Linked DNA regions of Mus musculus: region 2 is linked to region 1. Evidence: chromatin contacts called from public promoter capture Hi-C data. All regions are on one chromosome and are shown on one strand. Each heading gives the region's core, a stretch centred on a gene start, on an enhancer-like site or on the middle of the called end of the contact. The rest is flanking DNA. Distances are from core to core; before and after follow the strand shown. Region 1 holds the start of Dram1 (DNA-damage regulated autophagy modulator 1). Region 2 overlaps Gnptab (N-acetylglucosamine-1-phosphate transferase, alpha and beta subunits).

Region 1 (4,851 bases), core at 866-3,365:
CGACACAATGGTTCCAGCCTTGCCTCTGACAGACTGGCTGGATCCATATCACATAGTAGCTGGGAGTGAACTTCAGATCTAGGAAAAGCATAGCTATTACGTCCTCAGGAGGGGAGCAAGGACGAGAAGAGCTCAATCTTATACACGTCCAAGCGAGTGGATTGTGGTTCATTAATGAGAGAAGGGACACAGGTGCTGGCACCCAGGACTGAGATGTGCTCTGAGGAACCATTCCAAGGGTTTTTCAGGGACACAAGGCCAACTACTAAAGTCTTCTTCAGGGCTGGAGAGATGGCTCAGAGGTTAAAAGCACTGACTGCTCTTCTAGAGGTCCTCAGTTCAATTCCCAACACCCACAGGGTAGCTCACAACATCTGTAACGGGATCTGATGCCCCCTTCTGGTGTGTCTGAAGACAGCTACAGTTCTCTGTCTCTCTGTCTCTGTCTCTGTCTCTGTCTCTCTCTCTATATATATATGTACACACACACACACACACACACACACACACACACACACACGCACATATAATCTTTAAAGTCTTCCTCAAAGGACACAGATACCCAGATACCCGTCATTTAACATGGAAATGTTAAAGAGGATCAAGCTGTTGTGAGGCTATGCCAGTACCTGGCAAATACAGAAGTGGATGCTCACAGTCACCTATTTGATGGAACACAGGGCCCCTAATGAAGGAGCTAGAGAAGAACCCAAGGAGCTGAATGGGTCTGCAACCCTATAGGTGGAACAACAATATGAACTAATCAGTACCTCCCCTACCAGAGCCGTGTCTCTAGTTGTATATGTAGCAGAGGATGACCTAGTCGGCCATCAATGGGAGGAGAGGGCCTTTCTTTTGAAGATCATATGCCCCAGTACAGGGGAATGCCAGGGCTAAGCAGCAGGAGTGGGTGGGTTGGGGAGCAGGGTGGGGGGAGGGTATAGGGGACTTTGGGGATAGGGTTTGAAATGTAAATGAAGAAAATATCTAATAAACAAAAAAGGAGGATCAAGCTGTTGTCCCAGCTGTGGATAAAGGACCCTCAGGAAAGACGGAGACTAAGTAGGAAACAAAGTAATAAATAAGGGCAAGAAACTTCACAGGTTTTGACAACTTGAGGACTCTGACTTTAGAGGCACCAGGTCCAGAGGAGTATGAGGCAGGTCCATCCTAAAGGTGCTGCTGTTGGCACAAGGGGTCCAGGGTTGCTTTTACGCCAATGACCTACTGGTGTATCTCCACCAGTTTAAACCTCCATTTTCTTTCATGGAAAAGAAATTTTAGCTGTTAGAAATGAGCCCCCTGTGGTGGTGAAGACTTTTAAATCCCAGCACTAGAGAAGCAGAAGAAGGTAGACTTGTGTATACCACCCTAGACTTCAGGCCAACCTGGGCTACATAGGGAGATCCAGTCTCAGAGACAGAGAGGGGGAGAGGGAGGGAGGGGAGGAGCCAGGAGTTGTTGGGAAGAGAAATAAGTGAGCGGTTTGCCACATGCCTGGATCTACTTACAATAAATGGTATCTTAGGAACTCTCCTTGTCTGAGTGTCACCAAAGAAGGCTCTCCCCAAGATTTTATCCCATACCCCAGGTCTAAAGGTGCCACCAGCTGTCTAGCTGTCTGCTTGATGCGCGGCTCTGAGCACTGTTTCTCATTAAAGGCAGAACCCACACGTGCTTCCTGACTCTCTAAACTTGCCCGGGGATCCCAGAGATTATCTTGTCACACCTTTCCACTACCTCAAGAATTTCCACTACCCATGCCTGGCTTGCACGCCTTCCCTCCCTCTCAGCTCACCTGGTCCCTCCCTCACGCTCCTCTTGCCCCTCACCTGATATAGGGGAGAAAGGGGTTGACGTGCCCAGAGAGCACCGCGACCACGTAGGAGATGATGAAGGCTGCGGACGACCAAGTCACCAGGAGGAAGGGGACGAAAGCCATTCCCCTGAGGAAGCACAGCATCGCGGTGAGAGGGCGCTGAGCTCGTCGGACCAAGAAGCTGGCTTGCTGCGGACTGCCTGGAGGCGGTGGCCAAGACACAGACAGCTAACGGCGCGGCGGGACAGAGACTCCGGGACGGCCGGGACAGGCCCAGCCCCGGAGGGAGGGAAGCGCTCAGAGACCCGAGGGCGGAGGGCGGACGGGCAGCCGGGTGGGTGGGGCGCGGGCGGTCCTGGCTTGTTGCGAAACCGGTGAAGTCACAAAGCGGCAGCCTGGTCCCGCGGAGCTAGAGCGCGCAGCCACCTCCCCGCCCACGCCACGCCACGCGGGACCGCTCGGCTTCCTTTCGCTTTTGCTTGATACAGCGACGGGTGGGTGCGGCGGGAGACGCGGGACCCCGCGAGGCTGGCCAGCTCTTGGGCAAGTCCCGCCAAACTGGCTGGATTCCCAGCTCCTCCTTCCCTTGGGGGTTTTTCCTCTGAGCCTCTCTCTCCAGCACCCACTGAGCTTCCTTCCAGAGCCTTGGCCACCAGTGATGCGCACCCCATCGGGTCCCGCTATGGGTTCTGGGGTTCAGGCAAAGGGGCTCAGTGGTGTTTGGGCCACTGGGCATGGACGTCACATACACCTTTGTGATAAGCAGCGGGAAAGCCAAATCGCATAGTAACCAGGCCTGATAGCACAAGTCTGTCATCCCTGCTGCCTGGCTACTAAGGAGGCTGAAGCAGGAGGATCACAAGTTCAAGGTCTGAATTCGCAGCTTAGTGAGCCGCCCTCTAAAGAGCTGGAAATTTAGCCCAATGGTAGAGCACTTGCCTAGAATGGACAAAGGATCTAATTCAGGCAAGTGACAGAAAGGGTTGGATCCAGCCCTGGCCCACCCACCAAAAGCTACTTGGAGTATATATCTGTTCCCACCAATTCTACTTGGAGTATTTATTTCCTAGCAGCAAGACAAGATGACTTGATCCATTTCAGATCCACCCAGCCAGACACCACCTAAACCAAACCAATTGGTGTTCCTGAAGCACTGGCCAGCTCTGCGGGTCTGAGCTATAGTTTGGGAATTCTGAGCCCACTTTTGGCCATAGATGACCTAATACAGGTTCATCTCAGCCACATAAATGTGCCTTGTGTGCCATACCATGCTAGGGAATAGCCTACAGGGATTGTGAGTTCCTGTCCTGACTTCCTTTGGTGATGAACAGCAATGTGGAAGTGTAAGCTGAGTAAACCCTTTCCTCCCCAACCTGCTTCTTGGTCATGATGTTTGTGCAGGAATACAAACCCTGACTAAGATACAAGGTAAAGCTGTATACCCAAAGACAAATGCAGACTACTTAAGGGATTTTTGTTAATTACAATGAATATGCTAATTTTGAGGAAAGCCAGCATAATGATGATTCATTTCAATTGCCAACTTAATGATATTAGGAGATACCTAGAATATTAATGTAACACACCATGGATGTGTCTCTGAAGGCATTTCCCAAAAAGGCTTAACTTCAAGCAAGCAGCACCATCCCATGGGCTCTGAGTGAATAAAAAGGAGAGGAAGAGAAAGCCAGGGGAACATTTTCTCCCTCCCTCGGTGCTTCAGATCAAGTTGGTCTACTGTGTGACTTGCCTGCCATGGTGGGCCGAATTCCTGTGAACTGTGAGCCAAAATAAGTCCTTCCACCTTTAAGCAGCCTTTTCTTAGGTAATTAGTCACAGCAAGGACAGTAATGACTGCAAGTGTGTATGGGGACTGACAACCAAAGGCTGCTGGTGCCAGAAAGCAAAGAGGCAATTAAATCCAAGGCAACACCAAAATCAATCTATTTAGACTTGCCAACAAAAGCATGTCTTGGGTTTCAGGAAATTAGATCATATCGGTCACAATGGAAGACGGAAGGGTTGAACTGCTATGCTATGCAAAAGCCTGCAGCCAACTTTAGGTACCTGGGCTTTCTCTTTCTCCCACTTCTCTATAGGTTTACATATTTATATTGTGTGTGCACACATGATAGCTTGTGCTCAGGCCATGGTATGTGCGTGAAGGTCAGGGCTACTTAGAAAAGCCGAGTCTCTCTTTCTACCATGTGGGTATGCGGATTCTGGGGAATCAAACGTAGAACATCAGGCTTAGCCACAGAGCTCTCTTGCTGGTCCCCAACCAGGACTTTCTCAAAATCTATTCACATGTCAAACATTAGCTAAGAGACGCAGGTTCAAAGGTCTTCATCGGCCTTTGTAGAGACTTAGTCCTTAAAGAATTTGGAATAAGCTTATTAGGTTTTTTTGTGGTTTTTGTTGTTGTTGTTGTTGTTTTGTTTTTGCAATTTTGACACAAGCTATGGTTATCTGAAAAGAGAGAACATCAACTGAGAAAATGCCTCCTGCAGACTAACTTGTAGGCTAGCCTGAGGGGCATTTTCTTGATAAATGGTTGATACAGGAAGGTCCAGTCCACAATGGATCATACCACTACTTACCAGGCAGTCCCAGGTCATATAAAAAGAAAACTGAGCGCATGGAGAGACAGCTAAGTAAGCAACGTTCCTCCATGGTCTGCTTCGGGTCCTGCCTTAAGTTCCTGTCATGACTTCCCTCTGTGATCAAGCTTTGCTTCCCTGTGGAGAAAGGTTTTGGTTGGTATTTTATCACAGCAAGAGAAACCAAACTAAATAGGATGCATGCCAGGACCACCTGGCAGGCAGGACAGCAGCTATGACCCATGTAATGATAGTCATTCATAGCAAGCTGGATCCCTACAGGTATACAACTATAACTAACCGTGTGTGTGTGCGTGTGCGCGTGTGTGTGCGTGTGTGTGTGTGCGCGTGTGTGTGTGCGTGCGTGTGTGTGTGCGTGTGCGCGTGTGTGTGTGTGTGTGTGTGTGTGCACAGCACCTGGTGTCAAACAGC
Region 2 (4,851 bases), core at 1,175-3,674, 53 kb after region 1:
GCAGTATGAGCAGCATCTTGCGAGTTCCTAGCCATACTCAGTGAGAGTGAGCACCCAGGATGTCCTGAGAACAACCTCTAGCCCTAACGCTAACCCTGATTGTGAAGCCTCGGCTGCTGGGGTCACACTCGACTACGGCACACATGTGTCTTCATTTTCCTGACAAAGCATCGGGACCCATTACCTCTCTGGTCTCCATTTCTAGTCAGGTTTACCCGATTGCTTGGTCTTCCCTAGTTTCTTGGATAAGCGACATAGGCGTGTGTCTCAGGGCACATGAAAATACCTTTTTCCTGGTATGTTTCTTCCTCCAGCTTCCACACTGGCTCATTCCCAGGTTTTACACTGTGTTCTACAATGCCGTGGTCTCAGCTCTGTGCTGAAGTTGCCTAGATCTCGTGCATACTGAGAAAACACTCTACCAGTGGGCTCCATTCCTATCCCGGACTATTTCCCAGTAAAGCAATCTCTAATATCTCTATCTAAAAATAGTCCTTACGTAGACTTTCTATATTTTCCCTGTGACGTTTTACCTCTCAGACTTCATATCTGTTTAGTTTTTACTCAGCTAGACTATAAATGCCTCATCTCTTCTGGAGGGTAGGGTGAGAGCAGGGCCTCAGCATAACCCAGGCTGACCCGAGATCATCTTTTCTTGGGCCTCTTGAGAGTTTTGTAATTATAGGTAGGTGCTGCCAAGCTCTCGCTCACATCTTTCAAGCAAAAGGTGGTTGTCGGTTGTCACTTGGACAATTCTCCCATGAAGTAATTAATCCATGATGGAAGTATTTATATATATATACATATTGCCCAATCCTGTGTCCGGGCTGCAAGAAAGGGCAAATGGAGCGTGGATTTCCTCCTTGCTATGACCAGATATCTGACAAAGAGAGACTTGAAGGAAGGACAGGTTTATTCTGGCTGGTGATTCATAGTGGGGAAGGCGTGGTAGCTCAAAGCTTTGCAGGCAGGGCAGGTTGGTAGATATGGAAGCCAAGGCGGGAAATCCAGTGCTCAGCTAGTTTTCCCCCTTTGCCCCCCCTTTTTGTTATTTATTATTTTTTTAATATTTTTATTATTATGTATTTTCCTCAATTACATTTAGAATGCTATCCCAAAAGTCCCCCATACCCTCCCCCCCACTCCCCTACCCACCCATTCCCATTTTTTGGCCCTGGCATTCCCCTGTACTGGGGCATATAATGTTTGCATGGCCAATGGGCCTCTCTTTCCAGTGATGGCCGATTAGGCCGTCTTTTGATACATATGCAGCTAGAGTCAAGAGCTCCTGGGTACTGGTTAGTTCATAATGTTGTTGCACCTTTAGGGTTGCAGATCCCTTTAGCTCCTTGGATACTTTCTCTAGCTCCTCCATTGGGGGCCCTGTGCTCCATCCATTAGCTGACTGTGAGCATCCACTTCTGTGTTTGCTAGGCCCCTTTGCCCCCTTTTACTCAGTCTGGTACCCAAGCTAATGGGGATTGCGCTGCCCACATCCAGGGTGCCCCCCCCCCAGTTAATCCTCCTGAAATGCCTTCATAGGCATACTCAAGCCTGTGGCTCCCTGTCACCCTAGGCACCTCTAATATCAAGCTGATAATCAGAATGAAGTATCACAAAGACAAACTTTGGAAGTTGGCTATAAAGCAAACAAATGAACAAAAAACCTGTCCATTTATTTAGAAAAGGGAAAAAACCATCTAAAATGTCAACACCCAAACAGATGAGGGGTCTGCACCTTCAGAGTGGTGGGATTGCTTGTTTAGGTTTTTGGTCTTGTTTTTTTTTTCCTGGTTGTTTGGTGGTTTTGTTTTGTTTTGTTTTGTTAAGTCAGTGAACTAAGGAAACCTTCTTTTGGAAGAATAAACCTGAACAGAACCACTAAGGCAAGGCTGGGCCTCATTCTTATTTTGCAGATGATTTAAAAACAAGCGGGTTGGGGGAGACTCCATCCTCCTGCCTCACGCTGAGGGCTTTTCAGCAGACACGGCTGCTTCTGTGCTGGGTGATCTATTATCTCAGATGCTTTGGGAAGTGAAGCAAGAAGGTCTTATGTGCTTATGTGCACAGGAAGGAGTTATGTAGCTAGTAGAAGAGGTGGCAGGTTAGGTGACGAGGGCTCTGGGACAAAGGAAAGAGAGGGGTTGGACTTGGAACATCTATGGGGCACAGGAGGTGGTGGCTTTACTTAGACCAGGTCTTCACTTGGGCCAGTAGATAACTTCACTGTGTTTTGCTGTTTAAACTTCTGATTACCTTGCTGTATTTTTAATTATCCTTTTTACATTTGGCTGCATTTGATTGCCAAGGACGAGCCTCAGCATGGAGAGGGGTTCTGAGAGAAGGGGATGTCTGGGAGTGTCAAAGAGAATGACTCAAAGTCAAATCGTGGATCCAGGCTGATGACCTGTGTTCTGCTTGACACAGCTTTTCCAGTCTGCTTCTCTCTCTGTTCTGCTTTTTCTCTGGAGATTTCTCTGTCTATCTTCTGCTTGCTTCCTATTCTAATAGGTCTCTCTGTCCATGTCCTGCTTGTATGTGTGTGTGTGTGTGTGTGTGTGTGTGTGTGTGTGTGTGTGTGTTGTGTGTTGTGTGTTTTCTCCAAGCAGTTCTCTCTTTTTATCCTAATAAATTCTCAGGATAGCTCCTGCAGAACACAGGTCCTGTCTTATTTTACATATCAACCCAGTCATTTACTCCAAGGTAAGCATACCTTGTTTTCTTAAGTTGCAAAAGAATTCAGAGATCTGTCTGCCTTAATTAAGAACAGATGATAAGATAGTTGGGTGGAACCCTGCCCTGAAATTACCATTCCTACCACACCTGGGCCTTATCCTGCTCTGTCCTAGGCTGACCTTGAATTTGGGAATCTGCCTGCCTGTATCTTTCTGACAAGCTGGCTCATAGTATAACTGGTTTTGTTCCTTTAGATTCATGAAGCTCCTCATAATTCATATTGCATGCTTATATTTTGCATACTTGAGAAATACATATATGTGTGTGTGTGTATCACTCATGTATCTAGAGCTCTTTCCCATAGCCTTAAGGGCTGCCCTGAAGGTCCCAGCATTTACCATTTTTTAGAGACATTAGCCACACCCACCCTTCTTCTCCATGGATTTGTGCTATCTCAGATTATCGTGAAGTCTTGGAAGTTAACAGGAAGGCCAGTCCTCGAGAGGAACGTGAAATATGTACATTATACAACAAACCTTATGCCTTTGGCAGGCATTGCCCTTATGGAGGCTAACGCCAGGGGCCCTGTCCCAGGGGCAGGAACCAAGTCACTCTGTCCCCACCAAGGCCACGACGGGCCTGGCATTTGTTCCTGCCAATCCTGTATTTGTGGCAGATATTAGTGATAGGTTATCTATAGATTATCTACTCTAAACCAAGTTCTAAAACTAACACCCTCTACTCCCAGAAAACCTTTATTCTCACCCTGCTTGTTTTCTTGTAGCAAAGCACACCTACCATAGCCCAGACTTTAGCATTTGAACCATTTTTACAGTGTATGGTTGAAAGCAGCACCAAATGCACTCACGTGTTGCATGGCTGTCATCACATCTAATTCCAGAACTTTCTCCACTCCAAGCAATCCCCACCACCACCTACCTCATCCCCCCACCCCACCCCCATACCCAATGATCACTCCCTGCTCAACCAGAACTCAAGGCCTCTAAGGAGCTCCTTTTGTCTCCCCCATTAATCTTTATTACCCCCGTCATTGTGTGTGCATGGTGGCGGGGTGGCATGCCACAGGGTGTGTGTGGATGTCAGAGGATAACTCTTTCCTTACCTGTCCGGGGATCAAAATCAGGTCTTGGGTTTGTGCAGCAAGCACTCTGAATTCACCAAGCCATCTTGCTAGCCCTGAAAATAATCTTTAAAAAGGAAGGATATCAACCTCTTTAAGGGTGGCTGTGAGGATCAAATGGTTTCACGAAGTTTCTAAGGTAATGAAGTTCACAGAGATGGTATTGGTATTTGATAGACACCTCTCCGCCTGCAGCGGCCCAGAAAAGCACACAGTTCTGTCACCTTTTTATTGATTTTCTTTGATAATGTCTAATTTTAAACTCTGTTGTTTGTTTGTTTGTTGATTTTTAAAGACGGGGTTTCTCTGTGTGGCCCTGGCTGTACCTGGAATCCACTCTATAGACAAGGCTGTCCTCGAACTCAGATCAGCCTCCCTCTGCTTCCCGAGTGCTGGGATCAAACGCGTGCACCCCCCCCCCCCCCCAGGTTAAATTTAAACTCTTAAAAAGTTCTGTTAGAACCTTCCCCCCAAATGTTCTGAAAAACCTGCAGTTAACCTGGAGGGCTGTGGGTCTGCCCTAGGCCCTGTCTGCCCATTAACCCGAGGGCTGTGGGTCTGCCCTAGGCTCTGTCTGCCCATGCCAATCGACGTGGTTTACACCTGGGTGAATGGCACTGACCTTGAACTGCTAAAGGAGCTACAGCAGGTCCGAGAGCACATGGAGGAAGAGCAGAGAGCCATGCGGTGAGTCATTGTAAGAAGTAACCCACAACTGATGCACACGGGGGTGTACAGAGATGGGCAGGGTGACCACTCCAAGCTGGGTAAAGTCTTTCATCTGGAAGATTTGCTAAGAGTGTCCCACTATTTATAAACATCAGCAGTAAACTCCAGTAGCAGGTCGTTTGCACCATATACTGCAACGACTTCTCTGTCCCCGGGTGTAAAACGATGCCAGTCCGTAAAATGACCGGTAGCCCCATTCTATGGTTTATAAGTAAAACAGCCAGGTGGCATTTAAATGAGCTTTATTGGTTACAGTTTGAGGTACAGGGTTGTTGGTAGCATTTCATCCCTATCTGCTCAGCAGC

The links. Promoter capture Hi-C pulls out the DNA fragments that hold promoters and counts their contacts.
Region 2: a contact with region 1 is called in a promoter capture Hi-C map of macrophages, with 7 read pairs. The contact joins the enhancer-like site here to the promoter of Dram1 in region 1. A contact is called at or near these places in 1 of 39 promoter capture datasets (macrophages), 1 of 484 Hi-C or Micro-C datasets (uterus), 2 of 115 datasets of contacts at active chromatin or transcription factors (bone marrow-derived macrophages and embryonic stem cells) and 1 of 9 other capture datasets (adipose tissue).

The regions. Positions count from the first base shown.
Region 1 is chr10:88,354,960-88,359,810 of GRCm38.p6, forward strand. It overlaps Dram1 (DNA-damage regulated autophagy modulator 1), which reads right to left and starts at 2,116. Exons shown (of 7, transcript NM_027878.2): 1 at 1,833-2,116. The coding sequence starts at 1,963.
Region 2 is chr10:88,407,532-88,412,382 of GRCm38.p6, forward strand. Gnptab (N-acetylglucosamine-1-phosphate transferase, alpha and beta subunits) reads left to right here. Exons shown (of 21, transcript NM_001004164.3): 3 at 4,385-4,504. Among named protein-coding and RNA genes, the nearest start is that of Gnptab, 31 kb to the left of the region's middle. Within about 2 kb of position 2,425, at least 37 of the 459 cell types and tissues checked have an H3K27ac peak or open chromatin away from gene starts, as enhancers often do. A contact at or near this core is called in bone marrow-derived macrophages and macrophages, where this site is marked.